Regions from separate parts of the Neogale vison genome. Here region 1 is linked to region 2. The links are chromatin contacts, called in public Hi-C maps. All regions are on one chromosome and are shown on one strand. Each heading gives the region's core, a stretch centred on a gene start, on an enhancer-like site or on the middle of the called end of the contact. The rest is flanking DNA. Distances are from core to core; before and after follow the strand shown.

Region 1 (4,218 bases), core at 36-2,535, 560 kb after region 2:
CCGGGAAGAGACTTTCAGGGGCCAGAAGGAGAGCCTAACGCCTCGTACAGGACCGAGGCGTGGGGGGAAGGGAGACATGGAGAAAACCAAGTCGAAAGTGGCCGACTGCAAGCCTAAGGCTCTCAGGCACGCAACGGGCAGGGAGGTGGGTGGGACGCAGGACCGGGGAGGGGAGGGGAGCGCGGCCCCGACCCCGGGCGGGAAGGGCCGTCCCCGGAGTCGTGGCGGCTCCGAGAGCCTCTGGCCGCGCTAAGCCTCAGGGAATGGAAGCGAAAGAACAGTACTTACTTTCCGAGGGGAAGAAGGGCGGCATGTCTATTTTGTAAACCTCCTTGGCGTAGTACTCCTCGTCGCTCCTCTCGCGCTCGCAGGCGGCCGCCCTCCGGCTCGCCTTCTCCTGGAGCAAGTCCCTGGTGCTGTTGTAGATGGAAATCACCTCCGGGGGCACTTCCTCGGGTTCGGGATAGTCTTCTGGGGGGCTGGTGAGCTTCAGCTTGCTCAGGATCTGCCCGCGGATCGCCTCGATCCTCTTGCGCATGAACTGGTCCATATCGAGCGTGCTGCAGGTAGACAGGCTGAGCGCGGCCGTGACCAGATGCAGGAGCAGAAAAGCGCTCAGCACACAGTAGTGCATTTTTTTTAAAGGTGGAAAAATAATAATAAAAAAAAAAAGTAAAAAAAAAAAAAACAACTAAGGAAAAAAAAAAAGAAACCAACAACTCTCAAGTACAGATCAGGTAGATTTTTTTTTTTTTTTTAATGCGAAACTTTTGCAAACAATCGAGAGTCAACGTCCGATAGAAAAAGGTATCTTGCTTGAGTTCCTTTAAAAAGAAAATGCAAGTCGTTCCAAAAGTGGAAATAGTAATACACGATGGGCAGGGGGGACTCTAACTTTGGGGAGTAAGAAAAAGTTTTCTTGGAGCGACGAGATGAGGGGGAAAAAAGAGACGAGTGGCTATTAGGCAGGAATAAATTTAAGAGGAGGCAACGGAGTTCAGTGTGTCAGTTTCGGTGCGGAGTGGCGGATCTGAACTCGGCTCCTCCGGCCAAAAGGGAAGAGATGAAAAGGTCCCGGGGCTGGCAGCCGGCGAGCTGGCGGGAGGGGCGCCGGGAGCGCTGTGCGGGGGGCCGCCGAGGCTGGCCGGGCGGTAATTTAAGTATTTAAAGAAGGAGCGGTTCGGCCCTGCCTTCCACTGCGGCGCTGAGAGCAGGAGCAGCCGCGGCTCCGGAGCGGAGAGCGCACACGTGTGTGAGTGTGTGAGTGTGTGAGCGAGTGTGTGTGCGCGCGCGCCTGTGCGCGCGCTGGGGGCGAGCCGGCGCGCCGCGGGGAGGCGGGTGCGCTCCGCACGGCGCTCGGGACGCGGTCGGGTCCTGCGCGGGCCGCGGCGGCGGCGGCGGAGGCGGCGACGATCCTGCTCCCGGAGCTGCGCGCGGTGGCCGACAGCCCGGCCGGCGCGCGCCGACCCGCCCGGCTACTCCACGTCGTGCCGCCGCTCGCGGACGCGTCCAGCCTCCACCTCCCTCCTTCTCCTGCTCCTCCTTCTGCTCTCGCTCCAGACGCCAACCCGGCAATAGACGACCAGCTGCCGCCGTTGCAGTCAGCCCCGGGGGCGCGCTGCCTGGGCAGTGTTTCTCCTAAAGGGGCGACGAGGGGGTCCCTTGGACTCCCACCCTTTCCCAGCCTCTCCCGGTTCCCCTCCCACTCGGACTTTCTCGCGGCGGGTAGGTGGGCACTTGGCACCCTGCGACAGACCCTCTCCTCCGACTTCCTGCAGCCGGGCAGCCCCTCGCTCCGCTGCCCCGCGGCTCCCTAGACCGTTACACGGTTCTCCATCCCTTCCCCGGGTCTCCGTCCCCCGCGCCCCTGCTCTTCTCTGTGCTCCTGTCTCTCGCTCGCTCGTCTACCTCTCCTGCCTTGCTCTCTTCTCCTCTCTCTCTCTCTCTTTCTCTCTCGTCGGGGGCTTCTGGAGCTCCCCTCGGAGCGAACCTTCTGCTGCCAGCAGATAACATCACGATCTTGCCTGGGAGGGGAGATTTATAAGTTCTCTCGGAACCACGTGTTTGCCTTCAACAAAGTGACGTGCTAGGATTACAGTCAGAAGTCCTCTCGTTTACTTAGACCACGAGCTCTCCCCGAACCGTGGAGGGGGTGTGGAAATGAGGACGGCTGCGGGCAAGGGAGGGAGGAGGTGGAGTGTGCGCCCTGACAACAGTGATTTATGGTATTTACTTTATATAGTCATTTTGGACCGGTCTGTTGAAGGACAAGCTATCAGGCCTCCCGTTTTTACTTAATGTGGCTCACGCACAGCCTCCCAAACTCAATCACTTGCTCTAGAAAGTCTTCCCTTCTGTACTGTACACACACAACTCTCTCTCTCTCTCTCTCTCTCTCGTGAATGTGCATCACACAGTTTACTCAGGATGCCCCCAGCCCTGAGACATGCTTCCAATCTAAGATTCACTTCCTACATTTTTAGTGGAATCATTTTCTGAGATCCCCTAACACTAGGCTAGTACATCTCTCCTAAAGATTATCTTATTAGGGTTTGTTTTTTTACAGTCTAGTCCCCCATTTCACTGTAAACTGATGAGAACATGAAAACAGCACTTTTTTTACTTAGAGAATGAACTAGATGTACTTGTTTCACTGTATGAATGAATGAATACCTTAGCTTGCTGCCTATGCCACTTCTTCATAGGACTTTCTCTTCCTTGCCTTCTTTCCCAGGTAGACATCAGCAACCAACTTCATTCTTTCCATAGCATACACCCCGAAAGCCGGAATTTTAAAGTGATGTCTACTGCTAGGCACTACACACTACTTGACATTTTCTATTTCAACCTAGTCTCAATTAGATGAGTCTAAGAATGATTCTTGCCATGGTTCACTTTTCCCTTTGTCTTTCTATTTTACCTTCAGTTACTCAAAGTCAACATTTTCATTTCATCATGACGATGGCCATACTGATTAGACAGAGGGTTTAAAGTGGAAACTCTGTTGACTATTCCCCCAAACTCAAAGCCTCTATATTATTCCCTAGTTCAGACGTTTCTTTTCCATGGTAAGTGGTAGAGCTGCATTTTACAGTCAGGATCCGTTGCCTGCAGACTAAGATGCCCTATGTAAACTGGTACCAGAACATGCCCGACAAACATGGATTCGAAGGTGATGGGAAGTCTGGGAGATACGCAGGCCCTGTTCCTTCTTGCAGATTGACAATTCCCATCATCCTGTTAAAGGCTCTGAAAATCTTGCAGGAAAAAAAAAAAATTGTTCAGGTCTTTTAACGTAGCATATTCTGAACTCCCTTGAACATGGGATTCTTTACCTATTAGGGCACACTGGAAAACTCAGACATAAAGAGATTGTTCCAATCTGCTTCTGAAAGTTACAGATGAATCGGCATTAGTAGTTTCCTTTCCTCGTGGCCAGTTTCAAATTGAAGTGTCTTGAAAAAAGAGCTGGACCACCAGCTGCACTTCTAGTAGCCAACAGAGATAGAATCAAAAGGAGCTACTGTGGGCCTAGCTCTCCCCCAGACTCATCAAGCTGCCACCCCTTTGAGTTCAGCTGGAGAACAGCAAAAGATCAGCTCTACACCAAGGGGGGGAAAGTGAATATTCGTTTGTTCTAGAAAGCAGAGGAAGACATGCAAACTAGAGCTGGTGACCCAAATGCTGCGGCGGTGACCTCCGTCGTGATGCTCTGTGGAGGTCACAGGTTCAGCCTCCCTGCAAACCAGCGAGACTACCTCCGTGGTATAGACACAAACTGACCTGAGGTTAAGTGGATTCAGATTAGAGTACGGAGAGATTAGCCAAAGTCCATCTACTTCACTTCTAGAAAAACAATGTAAGTAATAAATTCTCCCGACAACCCTTCCCAACAGAAACATGTGCTTCTATGTCCACAATGCTTAGTTCATGGAGCACTTATCGCTAACTCAACAACCGCTGAGACCCCCTGGCCTAAGCCCAAGAGACTGCTTCTAATTCCCCCAAAGCCCAGGCAGGTAGGACCAGGGAGTGGCTGGTGAAATGTGGCATAGGCAAGTACAGCAACTCAGGCTAGCAGGAGTGGAGTCCCCTCTGCCTCTCAGAGGACCCTCTGAAGAGGTAAACGGGTTAAGACAGTAAGTGATGCGTCCCTGGGAATCATGAATGGACCCTTTCTTCTATTAAATAACTCTTTCAGAGCTTTTTCATCTCTAT
Region 2 (4,260 bases), core at 538-3,037:
CTGAGGGGTTGACTTGGGTTTGGTTAGGTTCATTCTTAGCCTGTTCCTCCACTGTGTGTCAGATGGGTTTATCTTCTATGTGTTTTTGCCTCTGGCTGCAGGAGTGAGGTTAGTTGTATCCTGTTATCAGCCATAAGAATGAGGTACCTTTGGAAGGAACTAAATTTAGATAAGAATGGTGGCAATAATTAGCAGACTCCCTGAAGAGGTCAGGTGGGACAGTGAGGGGCTAACAAGAGGGGAGGGCCTGGAGAAGGGAGAAAGGAGCAATAAAGACAAATACATTTCCCTCACAACTTTCTTTAGGATCCAGCTTTGACCTTCTTGGATGATTAGCAAGATGCCCTGCTCACCACTTTGTATGCAAGATTACTTCCATGCCATTCTTACAACACATGGAATAGTGATTAGGCTAGAGGTGGTTTTTTGTTTGTTGGTTGGTTGGTTTTTGTTTTTTTTTTTAAGGGAATTACAAGGTATAAAAATTTATTTAGTTGGTGGAGAAAGGTTTTTTCCTATAGTTGCAGAGAGAGCCATCTCTCCTTCCCATTTTCTTATTTCGGATTAATAAAAGAGAGGCTATGTATCCAAAATAAAAGATATCTATAATTAAATTTTCAGAGGACAATCATTGGGTTCTTTAAGACAACTTTGTCTAAAGAAAGCATCATAATTGGAAATAAAGTATAACAAAAATGAGAAAGAAAATACATTTCCTGACCACTTTTAAAGTGCCTAGATAAGTTTATCCAATACAAGTGACCCTGACCCTATACACTCCAGTTTATTCTGTATCCCTATATTGTCAAACAGATCACCACCTCAGTCCACTGAATAAAATAGTCAAGGTGATAGTTAACTTTGTGCAAATAATACAGCTTCTATTTAACTGAGGCATACCATTTTTAAACCAGATCCATTCTCAAGAGATCATTATGTCCATAATAGGCACTCCAAAAACATAGGGAATGTTGTTAGTAGGTAAGATGCTAAATTAAAGAAATGGCATTATTGAGGGAAAAAAACTGTCTTCAATCAGAACTTTCTTTTTTTGAGGATAAGGGCAAGACTATACTGATTTCATAAACTGGATGAAAAAAAAGGTGAAAAATGAAAGTTCTATAGACTTGACACAACCGAGACCTCCTTGATTCCTCTTGTTTGATAATATCCCATAGCCAAGTACACTTGTCCAAAATGAACAAATCATTAGCCAGTTAGAAAGACATGAACTTTGGCAGTTGGGGAAACTCATGGGAAGGAGGGGGGAGCAGGATGGTTTTATTCTGTGGCTGGGTACAGTGGTCCCGCTCACGACTGGAAGGTGTTTTCTTTCAGATTATTGGCATGTGGCTTGAGAGCCCCTAAGAGGGGAGCTTTGTCATCTCTCTGTCCTATCCTGGGCCTAGCATTCTTTTGGCTCCCTTCTAAATCTATGAATAATGTCTCCCTATACAACAGAGAGAAATTTGTCATCTTCTCAATGGTGATATGTCATCACATTCATGCCCTACCTACAGCACATCCTAGCCATTGGGGGCTTGAATGAAAGCACACTTGTGTTTGTCAAACTGTCTACAAGAATAGACATGGGCTTTAGAGGCAACTCCTTCCCCATCTCTCAAAAGAACAGCACAGGGACAAGAGATCTACAGTTATGTATTGAACTTGGATTTTCAATCATTTGAGAGGCACAATCATGCCTTCTCTTGGTTGCTTTTTTTTTTTTTTTTAGCATTACAGTACTTCATTATTGCCACAGGGGGAACTGTTGGCTTAATTTTGCTTTGGAGACACTGCTGCTGAAATTATTAAGCTAATGATTTATGCCCCCTGCGATACAGCAATCTCTTGTGCTTAAAATGGTTACTATGTTTTGTTTACTGTTTATAACTACCAGAGGTTATGCCACAAAACCCCCTGCCAGCCTGCAGGGTTTATTTATCCCTGTGGATCTTTAGAAACCACGGATTAATATAGAAAAAAAATTTCAGATGGCTTCTATTTTAAAAATCTCATACACTATGAATTAAACCACTGTGCTCTGCTATATAGGAAGAAAAGTTCAGCGAGAATGAACAATGGGTGTCAAAACCGACTGACTCTCGTATTTGCTTCTGGCTTTATCAAAGTGGAAAGTATGAGTGCTTTTCAGGAATACGGTGCTGCGACTCCATCAGTTTTGGACCATGAGATCACCAGCATTTCCCCTTGGGTGCCGCACATTTTACCCTATTAAGGGACCAATTTGCTTAGAGAAATGTTGCACATGTTTAAAGGCTGTTAAGTTTGGTGGCTGGCAGAATGCTCCCATTTAGCCCCGAGGCTGGGCCTTGGTGAACTGAAGGCTTCACAACTGGCCTGCATTTTGGGTTCTGAAGTGCTTTTTGTAACCGAAGGATTACACAGGTCCTATGAACCCTGGGGTAGGGAGGGAGAGGGTTTGAGATCGCGGATTCGTTTCAAATGGCAAAATGGTTCCTATAGGATGTTTAGGTCTTGACCCTGCTGCCTCCCCAAGAGAAATAAAGAAAACATGACTGTTGTTTCAGGCAGCGTGGCCCGATTCCACACCATCAATCTTAGGCATCACTTGCTTGTACTTCGGCGACACCTTTCTACCGCCTCCTGAACCCGATCACTCCATTTGGCTTTGTCTCCACTACAAAATAGCTCACCCGTCTCTTTTGGCAGCTCCACATCTCTGCTTCTCCTCTGACGAGCCAATTCTGGTCGTTCACTGGGCTCCTCTTCTCCGTGGTCTGATACGGTCCATCCAAATAATGCGTGCCCTCCCCTACGTGGACCTCTGGAGTTCCAGATGCTAAGCCAGGCCAAGGTGCGAGACAAGTCTGGCATTTGTACAGTAGGGTTGGGAACAATGACAAAGCATGTCTCAGCCAGGGGTCTAGAAATGTGATGATTGTAGACAACCTTGCTCAAAAGGTAGGACTTGAACAAATTAGTGCACAAGTAAGAAAGTGAGGATAAGACCCTGATTATGGGGGCGCCTGGGTGGCTCAGTGGGTTAAGCCTCTGCCTTTGGCTCAGGTCATGATCTCAGGGTCCTGGGATGGAGCCCCGCGTCGGGCTCTCTGCTCAGCGGGGAGCCTGCTTCCCCCTCTCTCTCTGCCTGCCTCTCTGCCTACTTGTGATCTCTCTCTGTCTATCAAATAAATAATTTTAAAAATCTTAAAAAAAAAAAAAGACCCTGATTATGGGAACCAAACTACAGTTAAAATGTGAACATCTGTGTACAGCTTTTGCCTTATGTATTCCCTTGGTACAGAATTTTCTATACCAAAATGCAGCCAGATATTTAAGAGGAAGATATAGATTGATCATTGAAACACCAAATCAGGAAGTAATAAGATCTGTTTTAATTCTCTTCGTAACTCATTATTTTTCTTCATGAAGATGCAAACTTTGGGCATAAAAATATTTACAGTATTATAATGTGTGGGAATATGGAAAACATATTATCCAAGTAGCAATTTTAAGTGGAAATACCTAATTTCATAGCTAAGTGTTTCCATTCAGTATGTATTTTCAGTTAGTTTTAGAATTACTCCCCTCTTGTATTAGAGAGTGATAGAAATAGAAATTCTGATGTCATATACTCTGGTTCTTTTAATGCATTCTGTGTGTAAATTTTATTTTAACACAGCATTTAAGAAACTGAATTGTATATAGCCTACTCTGTGTAGTGTTGCAGATCATTTTTTATTAGCTCAAAATGAGATATAATTACGGATTATTTTCAAATCACAGAAAATCCAAACACCAGCATAGTATGTGATTTGAAATTTGTACAAACACAAAAACAGATTAAATATAATGTTTCATAAACATGACGGGAAAAATATCTGTAACATGGAGGATTTTCTAGTATGAACAATTCCAGGCTTTAGTAGACAGATACTGAGATTAGATTTCTCAGTTAGCCAACAGAATAAATTTCATGTATCCCCAGTGAAAAAGAGTGAAAATAACTTGAAAGTCAAATGCTTTTTCAGGGGGCCCCTGGGTGGCTAGTAAGTTGAGCATCTGCCTTGGGCTCAGATCATGATCCCAGGGTCCTGGGATTGAGCCCCCTGTCTTGCTCCCTGCTCAACGGAGAGCCTGCTTCTCTCTCTGCCTCTGCCTGCTGCTCTACCTTCTTGTGCTCTCTCTGTCAAACACATAAATAAAATCTTAAAAAAATTCTTTTTCAGGGAAACCAATGACCAATAATTAGGTATGCCAACAAAGAAACACTTG

What was found. Hi-C and Micro-C count contacts between places; a contact is called where the count stands out from the background.
Region 1: a Hi-C map of fibroblasts shows a contact between it and region 2, with 8 times the contacts expected there. The contact joins the promoter of TGFB2 here to the enhancer-like site in region 2. A contact is called at or near these places in 2 of 3 Hi-C or Micro-C datasets (fibroblasts and muscle).

The regions. Positions count from the first base shown.
Region 1 is chr10:13,348,372-13,352,589 of ASM_NN_V1, forward strand. TGFB2 (transforming growth factor beta-2 proprotein) reads right to left here and starts at 1,286. Exons shown (of 8, transcript XM_044266821.1): 1 at 289-1,286. The coding sequence starts at 634.
Region 2 is chr10:12,788,379-12,792,638 of ASM_NN_V1, forward strand. No RefSeq gene overlaps it. Among named protein-coding and RNA genes, the nearest start is that of LYPLAL1, 78 kb to the left of the region's middle. Within about 2 kb of position 1,788, the one cell type or tissue checked has open chromatin away from gene starts, as enhancers often do. A contact at or near this core is called in fibroblasts, where this site is marked.